2 separate regions of the Capsicum annuum genome follow, and region 1 is linked to region 2. Evidence: chromatin contacts called from public Hi-C data. All regions are on one chromosome and are shown on one strand. The core of a region is the stretch at or near the end of the contact, and the rest is flanking DNA. Distances in the headings are between cores, read along the strand shown.

The links. Hi-C and Micro-C count contacts between places; a contact is called where the count stands out from the background.
Region 1: a Hi-C map of placenta shows a contact between it and region 2, with 2.8 times the contacts expected there. The contact joins the promoter of LOC107869683 here to the enhancer-like site in region 2. A contact is called at or near these places in 3 of 5 Hi-C or Micro-C datasets (bud, leaf and placenta).

The regions. Positions count from the first base shown.
Region 1 is chr4:132,663,732-132,667,995 of UCD10Xv1.1, forward strand. LOC107869683 reads right to left here and starts at 1,921. Exons shown (of 1, transcript XM_016716168.2): 1 at 870-1,921. The coding sequence starts at 1,725. The coding sequence ends at 1,129.
Region 2 is chr4:132,623,103-132,627,622 of UCD10Xv1.1, forward strand. No RefSeq gene overlaps it. Among protein-coding and RNA genes, the nearest start is that of LOC107869683, 40 kb to the right of the region's middle. Within about 2 kb of position 1,814, at least 1 of the 5 cell types and tissues checked has an H3K27ac peak or open chromatin away from gene starts, as enhancers often do.

The DNA.
Region 1 (4,264 bases), core at 671-3,170, 41 kb after region 2:
TTGAAATTAAAGTATTATTAAAAAAAGAAATGAGTCATTCTTTTTTAAATGAACAAAAAAGAAAAGTAAGTCATTATTTTTTAAACGGAGGGAGTATTTGAAAAGTACATAAAAAGTACTATAATTACAGTAGTTAATAGCTTAAAATATCTTTAAAAAAATTAATCTGTTATAGATTTAAATTTTTTTTAAAAAGTACTATAATATCACAATAATTAACAATTTAAATTTTTTTACATATATAAAATATTTGGTTAACTTTCAAAATTATATCAATGTCTTTACATAGGAATAAAAAAGAGGTATTATAAATCTCAATAATAAAAAATTTAAATTATTTTTAAAATATAACTGACTATCAAAGTCACAAAAATTTAAACAAAAAGAGTTAACATTTTTATTTAAAAATTAAATAAAAATATTATAAATTATGACAGTTAACAACTTAAAATAACTAAAACATATTAAAATATAAAACGGGCCTTCGACATTTACTAACAAAATAAGGGTGAAAGTTCAGGAGCCGGACGGTGAGATGATCAAGAGATGTGAATTGAAGGTGTTGCACCACCAGATACTGAACAATAAACTAGGAATATCATGTATCATTTATAACACTTATTTTATTTATTCACATCTAGAAAAATCTTTTTTTTTTTTTCATCTTTAAAAAAAATACTTTTTCTAAATAGATTTTTCAAAATACTTAAACCAATTAAACATGAAAATGTTAAAAATTATTTTCCTCCCAACACACACTATTTATTTATCTCATTCTAAATTATCCGTCTTACCAAACACGTTCAATCTGTACCCTACCAGATCATAATTAATGTTTGAAATTGAAAATTCCAGTGAGAGAATATAAATGATTTTTAAAAAATTAAGAAAACACAATAAAATTGCTACTGTATTACATGTAAATCTATTATTGACTACACTAAATAAAATTTCAAAAAAAAAAAAAAGAAAAGAAAAAAGAATCATTTACAAAAAATTCTAGAGTAAATTTTGTAAGTAGTAGTTACTGAGGAGAGACAGTGGAAAAAGCCTCACAAGATGCATCCTTGTGTTCGATTCTTCTCGGAACTTGCAGATAGCGAGAGTTTAGTAGATTGGGTTGTCCCTTTAGAAAGTGGTGGGTTGCACTAAATTGTTGTGGGCAGGTAAATGAATTTGTTGGATCTGTAAACTTTTCAATGCAGCCCCGGCAGATCTTCTCTTCCATAAACCACCGTCTACTGGCGCCAGATTTACCTTCTTCACCACCGGCAACGGCGGATCCAATTCACTTATATTCACTTCAACATGAACAAGTTTATCATTGAGCTTCGTAGATTTTCGTGAATCAACAACAGTTACACTTCTCTTAAGTACTTGTCCATCGTTGCTATTACGAGGAGTAAAATTTTTGGCGGAGAATAATTTCTTCAATTTAGTGTACTTCACTTTGGGATTTACTGGACCCGTTATGGCGGTTGTGGGAAAGCCATTGACTCTGTTGTTTCTTTTGACTTGGCCCATACAGCTCACTTTTGGGGAACATGGTTCATTGCGATTATCACGAGAGTGTGTAGAAGAAGAAGGAGGAGGATGTTTGGAGTTGTGTAATTTTACATCTTTGATTGAAAGTCTACAAAGCATTGGCAAGAAGAAAGTCGTGCTTCCATTGCGAATATGGTGATAAAGCTGCTGTTCATGATGATTATTATATCCATTTCCCATATTGTAAATTCCTCTAATTTCTTCTTAAATCTTTTTTCCTTATGCTCTGATTTTTTCCCTTCTGAATCTTTTAGTGATTGGTGAGGGAAAGGGGGAGAAATTTAGGGCGAAGAAAGAAAGGGTAAGAGAAGGGAAGGTATGTTGATGGAGATGTGAAGGATTGCTCCATTAATACAACGAGTACTTCTTTATTTTTTATTTTAATAGTTTAATCCACGTGCAAGTTTGATTATTTAAAATTAAATAATTTTTTATTTATTACAAAAAATTTTAATAAAATATAAAAGTTTAAATTACTTTTCAAAAAATTTTCAAAATTTAGTATAATAATATAAACATAAGTATATATTTTAATGTAAACAGATATATATTTTACCATATTATTTCAGTTATAAGTAAAAACATATCCAAAATATTATAAACAAAGATTTTAAAAAAAAATCTCAATTAGCAATTGCCTATGAAGATTAAACAATTAATTATTATTATAAACCTCACGAATAAACTAAAAATTTTAAAAATTCACTTCAATTACAAGCAAATTTGTCACTTAAATCCTAAAAATTATCAAAATTTTAATTGATAAAAAACTCTAAATCCAAAATATTTTTTCCCTACGATAGTTTTAAAGGAATGGTCTTAGAACTAATTAAAGAGACAATTTACATAAGTGATATTAATTAATGGATGGAAAGAATCCAAAGCCTAAGTGATTTTTAAAACTACACAAAAATCATATACAATAGTCATTATACTTTGCTACCAAATTTTTTTTCCTTTTTTCCCGTTATAATTTTTGAAGTCCTTTTTTTATATAAGAAATTTCTTTTTAAACCAAAATTAAGTTTGTTTATTTTTCTTTTATCATATGTTTAGAATTTATTAATTTTGATGACTTCTAATAGAAAATATTTTATTATAAATATATAAGTGATATTAATTAATCGGTGAAAAGAATTCAAAGTCTAAGTGAATTTTAAAACTACACAAAATCATATACAGTAGTCATGTACGTGCCATTGTTACCAATTTTTTTCCTTTTTTGTTATTACAATTTTAGGAATCCTTTTTTTATATACATAAGAAATTTCAATTTAAACCAAAACTAAGTCTATGTTTATTTTTCTTTTACAATATGTTTAGGATTCATCAATTTTGATGACTTCTAATATGGAAAAGTTTTATCAAAAATATATTTAATTAATTTTTAACTCTTAAATATTAGTAAAAAAAATAGTGAAAAACCAATTTTATTAAAACAAAGACATTTAATGAAAGGCAAAAAGTTCAAATTACTTTTATACGGATTTTCATACTTTTAATATATTATATATTATAGATATAGATATAGATTATAGATTGTAGATTATAAATTATAGATATAGATAGATATAAATTATAGATATAGATTATATTGGATTAAATTAAATTATTTGTTTGTTTCATTTATGAGTCAAAGGTCTGGCTGGACAGACGCAGGTCTCGAAGTAATTCTCTTTTGTTATTTTACTTGTACTAGTTTAGGTGTACCCAACGTTACATTAAATAAGATATTTATTTAAATAATAAAGATACATATAATAATTAAATTTAGTATCTTTTGAGTATGTAAAGATGGAGAATTTATTTATTAAATTTAATTTTTATCAAAAAAAATTTTAAAAGTCAATCGACATTCATCTACCATTACATTAAAATAATACAATGATAGAGACATCAAAATAATATAATTAAATCTAATCTTTACAACAAAAAAATTCTTAAAGTCGTCCGACACTAATCTATCACCTGTAAACAATTACAAAATAATATGATAATAGAGATATCAAAATAATACAACTAAACCTAACTTTTACATAAAAAAAATTTCTCAAAACCGATCAATATTTATCTATCACCTGTAAATTGCAATAAAATAATATGATAAAAGTGATATCGAGATTCTTCTATAAATTGTAAACTACCACAAAATAACAAACTAATAGAGATATTACGATAATATAATTAAGCCTAACTTTTACCCAAAAAAAAATTAAAGTCGACCCACACTCATCTAACATCTATAAATTAAAATAAAACAATAAGATAATAAATATATCAAAATAATACAATTAAACCTAACCTTTACACAAGAAATTCTGTAACGCCAACCGACATTCATCTACGGCCTGTGAACTAAAAAAAAATATATAATAGTGATCATAAAGCTTTGATTTTGATCCAACTTATTAATGTCTGAGCCTAAATTTTGACTCTAAAGAATGATTTTGAATGAAAACAAAGAAGATATATATATATACACATGTTGAATTCTAGTATGCTGACAAAAATGGTGAAGAAGTTGAGGGTTAGAAAATCAATCATCCACCATTTAAACATGCAATCGAATCAAGTTAGATGAGTATCAATCATATTCACCCAATAGGCAAATCGGTTTGTTCTCTAGTTTAACGCACATCTCAATATTTATAGAAATATTTCCTTAATAGAGTCCTATTTTAGGAGTGCTTTTCTAATTGAACAGTAGAAATGAAAAAAT
Region 2 (4,520 bases), core at 564-3,063:
TTTAGTTATGTAAAAAGTTCTAATATCTTACACTTCTAAATCACTTAAAATATTACCTTGTAGAAACTACATCTATTTAAGTAATGTTGGTGGAAGAGATATTCTTATAACTACTTTTTTCATAAGCTTTGAAGGAAGTGTTTATAATCACAAAAGATTACATTTAATCGTTCTAATATCTTGATTATCATATTATTTTGTTACTATAATTTCTATTCTATTCAAGTTTATATTGTAGATGGTTGCTTGATCGGACTTTGAAGAATTTTTTGTATTAAAGTTAGCTTTAATGGTATTGTTCTAATATCTCGATTATTGTATTTTCTGTAATGTTATTATCTGTTATTTTTCTGCTTAACATAGGTAGATGAACATTGGATCGGATTTTGAGAGATTCTTTTATAAAGGTTAGGGTTTAATCATATCTTGTAGTTTACAGGTGGTGGATGAATGTTCGGTCAAACTTTGATGGATTTTTGTATAAAGATTAGATTTTATCATATTGTTTTATTGTAGTTTCTGATCTATTACTATATATTATTTTTTTAATCATCCGTTGTGTGATAGTATACGTTGTTGGAGACGATTAAGATACCAATACTTCACGTATGCCTGGATGCATAAAGTTGTTTATCTTTGATTTTTAAAGTCAATTGTTATTTTTAATAAATATTTTTCTTTATATATTTCATATCGATTGATGGCTTAACATGAAATACATGTTCAACACACGTACACTTGACTAGTATATCATATATTTCTATGGAGCATCGTGAAAGCTAGACAAGAAAGACATTTTAGGTCCAATAGGTAGACGAAAGTCATTTTTCACCATTTCACATAGTTGAAGGACATTTTAGGCCTTTTTTCATTAAGAAAAAATAATTAATAGCATGACTATTTTACGATAGTGCCCTTATTTAATGATGCTTATATTGTATATTGAAGTTAATTTGAAAAAACAACAATTAATGTTAAGAGTAAAATAGGAAAAAAAGAAATTGTCTTCTCTTGATATGTCAAAAATGAAAAGTAAAAGTAGAAATTTAATTAAAAAATTAATAACAAGTAAAAGTGGACAGAGGAAGTATAATACTCCATCCGTTTCGTATTAATTGACCTTTTTAAAATTGTTTGCTTCAATTAAGTTGTCCAAATCTTAAAATCAAGAGTATTTTATACATATATTTCTCATTTTACCCTTGATAGAAATACTAAATGCATTCATAATTTTTAAAATTATTAAATGGTGTGTAAATGATCTCAATTCTCAAAACCTAAATTAAATGATTATTACTACTTTCAATTAAAAGATGAGAAAATACTCTATTACTACCTTGAACTATACGCGAAAAGGCTGAGACACACCCGATCTTTAGAAGGGTCCTATTACCCCTGGACTAATTAAAATCGTATTTTTGACAACCTTAGTGTCTACGTGGCACATACGTGACACAACATACTGAAGAGTCCACGTAGACACACGTGTGAGCCATGTTGGCACTAAGGTTGTTAAAAATATGATTTTAATTAGTCTATGAGGGTAATACGACCCTCCTAAAGTTCGGATGTGTCTCAACCTTTTCGTATATAATTCAAGATGGTAATAGAACATTTTCCCTTAAAATATTTTAAAAACTACAACTCATGACCTCCTAAAATGCTAAGGAGATAAAAGAAATAGTATGAACCATCATTGTAAAAGTTTAAGGGGCCACTTTTGTTGAATGAGTCAATTTAAAATAGCTGCAGCTGAAGCGCGTGTCATTGAAACTCAATGGAGGACAATACTCCAGCTACTAAAAAATGCATAAGGCGCGTAGATCAATTAGTATCAGTACTGGGTGGGATCCCCAATATTAAAAATAGTGCTTTGTTTAACAGGACAAATAAGTACATAAATATTATCGTGTGATTTTTTTATCTAACAAAGAAAAAATATGACCATTATAACATTTTGGTACACCACAATCAAAACACCTATTTTTTATATTCCAAAATTGCCCCTTAGTCGTCAAGTTAGCATGACGACCAAGAGTTGTGTGCTTCATCACACTTATATATAGTAGTAAAGTAATTTACATTTAAATGATTTAATATCATATGTTTTCCTCTATACTCTTTTTTACGAGTTTAAGAAAAAAATAACTGTACATAATATTTTAGATCACTTAATTAAAAGTTTTTGAAATTAATAATATTTTTCTTGAATTTCATTCAAGATAAGACTCATCACATTCAACTAGCATAAACTCACGACATAGAAAAATAATATGACATACCAAAATAATGACTGAAAATTAATAATATCAAGAAATATATTTCTCCATCTATATAGTTGCAAATATCATGATTTGTCGTGTTAGTTTATATAATATCAAATCACTTGTCTCTCTTTAGCATTTGTTAATTTCTTGCTAAACTTGCTTTCTCATGATTATTATTTTTTCTTTACAACTTATTCAATTATTTAACTAAGGAACATAATGATTAAGATACTTATAAAAACACATGATTAAATGCAACTATACTAAATTAATTATGCAATAAAAATAATATAAATTACACTTATTTCATTTGATTAAAATTACGTTATTTTGAGTTTGGGCTCGGGTTAAGAGTGAATTGGAGGATGACCAAGGGTATTATAGTATTTTCACAATATAAATTATTCTTCCAAAACCTATCTCTTTTTGTGGGCTCCATTTTTCATTAAATCTTTTCTTTCTTTTTTAATATGTACTATTTCTCACTTCTCATCTTAACCATATAACCCAAAAGAAAATCGTCAAGATGATCTACAATTTAATGTTTATTATACTATTTTCAATTAATATTATTTTAACAAGTTTTAAATTTTAATTATTGCATTTAATTAAAAATTATTCAATCAGAAAGATCATAAATTTTGTTCCAAATTGTTTTTTTGTAATAAAATATTAAAATACTCTCAAATTGTATATGAAAAGACCTCCGTCTTTAATACACTACTTGAAAATAATTTGGAAGAAAAATTTGAAAAACACATAGTCATTTCGTATATGTAGGAATATACTTCTTTCATTATGTAGGAGTATACTTCTTCATTTACGATCAAACTTAGTTTGATAATTTTTTCCTGATTCACTAAAAATTTAATGTTACATAAATTCAAAATACATGAATAAATAATTAATAATTATTTCAATAAACAAAGAAACGAAATGAGAGAAAAGTATGAAAGATAATTAATTTATATTATAAAGAAACTAAATTTTTTAAAACAATTGAAAATACTAAAGGAGTATAACTATACATTTTAAATTTAATAAGAAATTATGTTACAAATAATATTTTTGGGATAATTTGATCAATTTTTAAATTTAGTGGTGTAAAATCTTTTTAAAAATAAAAATAAAAAGTTTAAAACCTATATAATAATCCTATAAATTGAGTAAAAAAATAATATAAAATATAAATTCATCATCCGAAACCTATCTCTTTTTGTGGTCCAATTTTCCATTCAATCTTTTTTTTTTCTCTTTAAAATGCACTACTTCTCACCTTAGCCATATAATCCAAAAGAAAATTCTCAAGATAATCTACAATTTAATATTTATTATATTTTTTAAATAAATATTATTTTAACAAGTTTTAAATTTCAATTGTTGCATTTAGTTGATAATTATTCAATCAAAAAGATTATAAGTTTTTTTCCAAGTTGTTTTTTTTATAAAATATTAAAATACTCGCAATGAAAAGACCTCCCTCTTTAATACACTACTTGAAAATAATCTAGAAGAAAATTTTAAAAAATATATAGTCATTTCATATATGTAGGAGTATACTTCTTTCATCAGTATACTTATCTGATTCACTACAAATTTAATGTTACATAAATTAAAATAAATAAATATATAATTAAGAATTTTTTCAAGAAAAAAAAGAGAGAAAAGAATGAAATATAATTTCTATAATCAAGGAACAAAATTTTTTAAAACATTTGAAAATACTAAAGAAATATAACTATATATTTAAAATTAATAAGAAATTATGTTACAAATAATATTTTTAGGACAATTTGATCAATTTTTAAATTTAATAGTGTAAAACCTTTTTAAAAATAAAAATAAAAATTTTAAAACCTATATAATAATACTGTAAATCGGGTAAAAAAAATTAATATATTGTAAATTATCATGTAAAGTTTCAAATATGATAAGTATTATTACAAAGTGATTGAGAATTTTGAAATATTATTATTAAGATCTCAAAAAAATTAAAATAAATAAACATAATGAAAAAGAAAGACTATATGAAAATGTGTCTTTATTTTGTCATAACACAAAAAGTATATTTATATTTTTTTTCTTTTTAAAAGGTTTATAAGATATTTAATTGACAATAAATCATGAAGTATTATTAAATAAAAAAATATTAGGCCCGTGCACAGCACGAGATACATAATCTAGTACTTATATATAAGAGAGGATGCAAAAATTTGGTAGTCCTCGCAATAATACTATGATAGTTTTAATTTT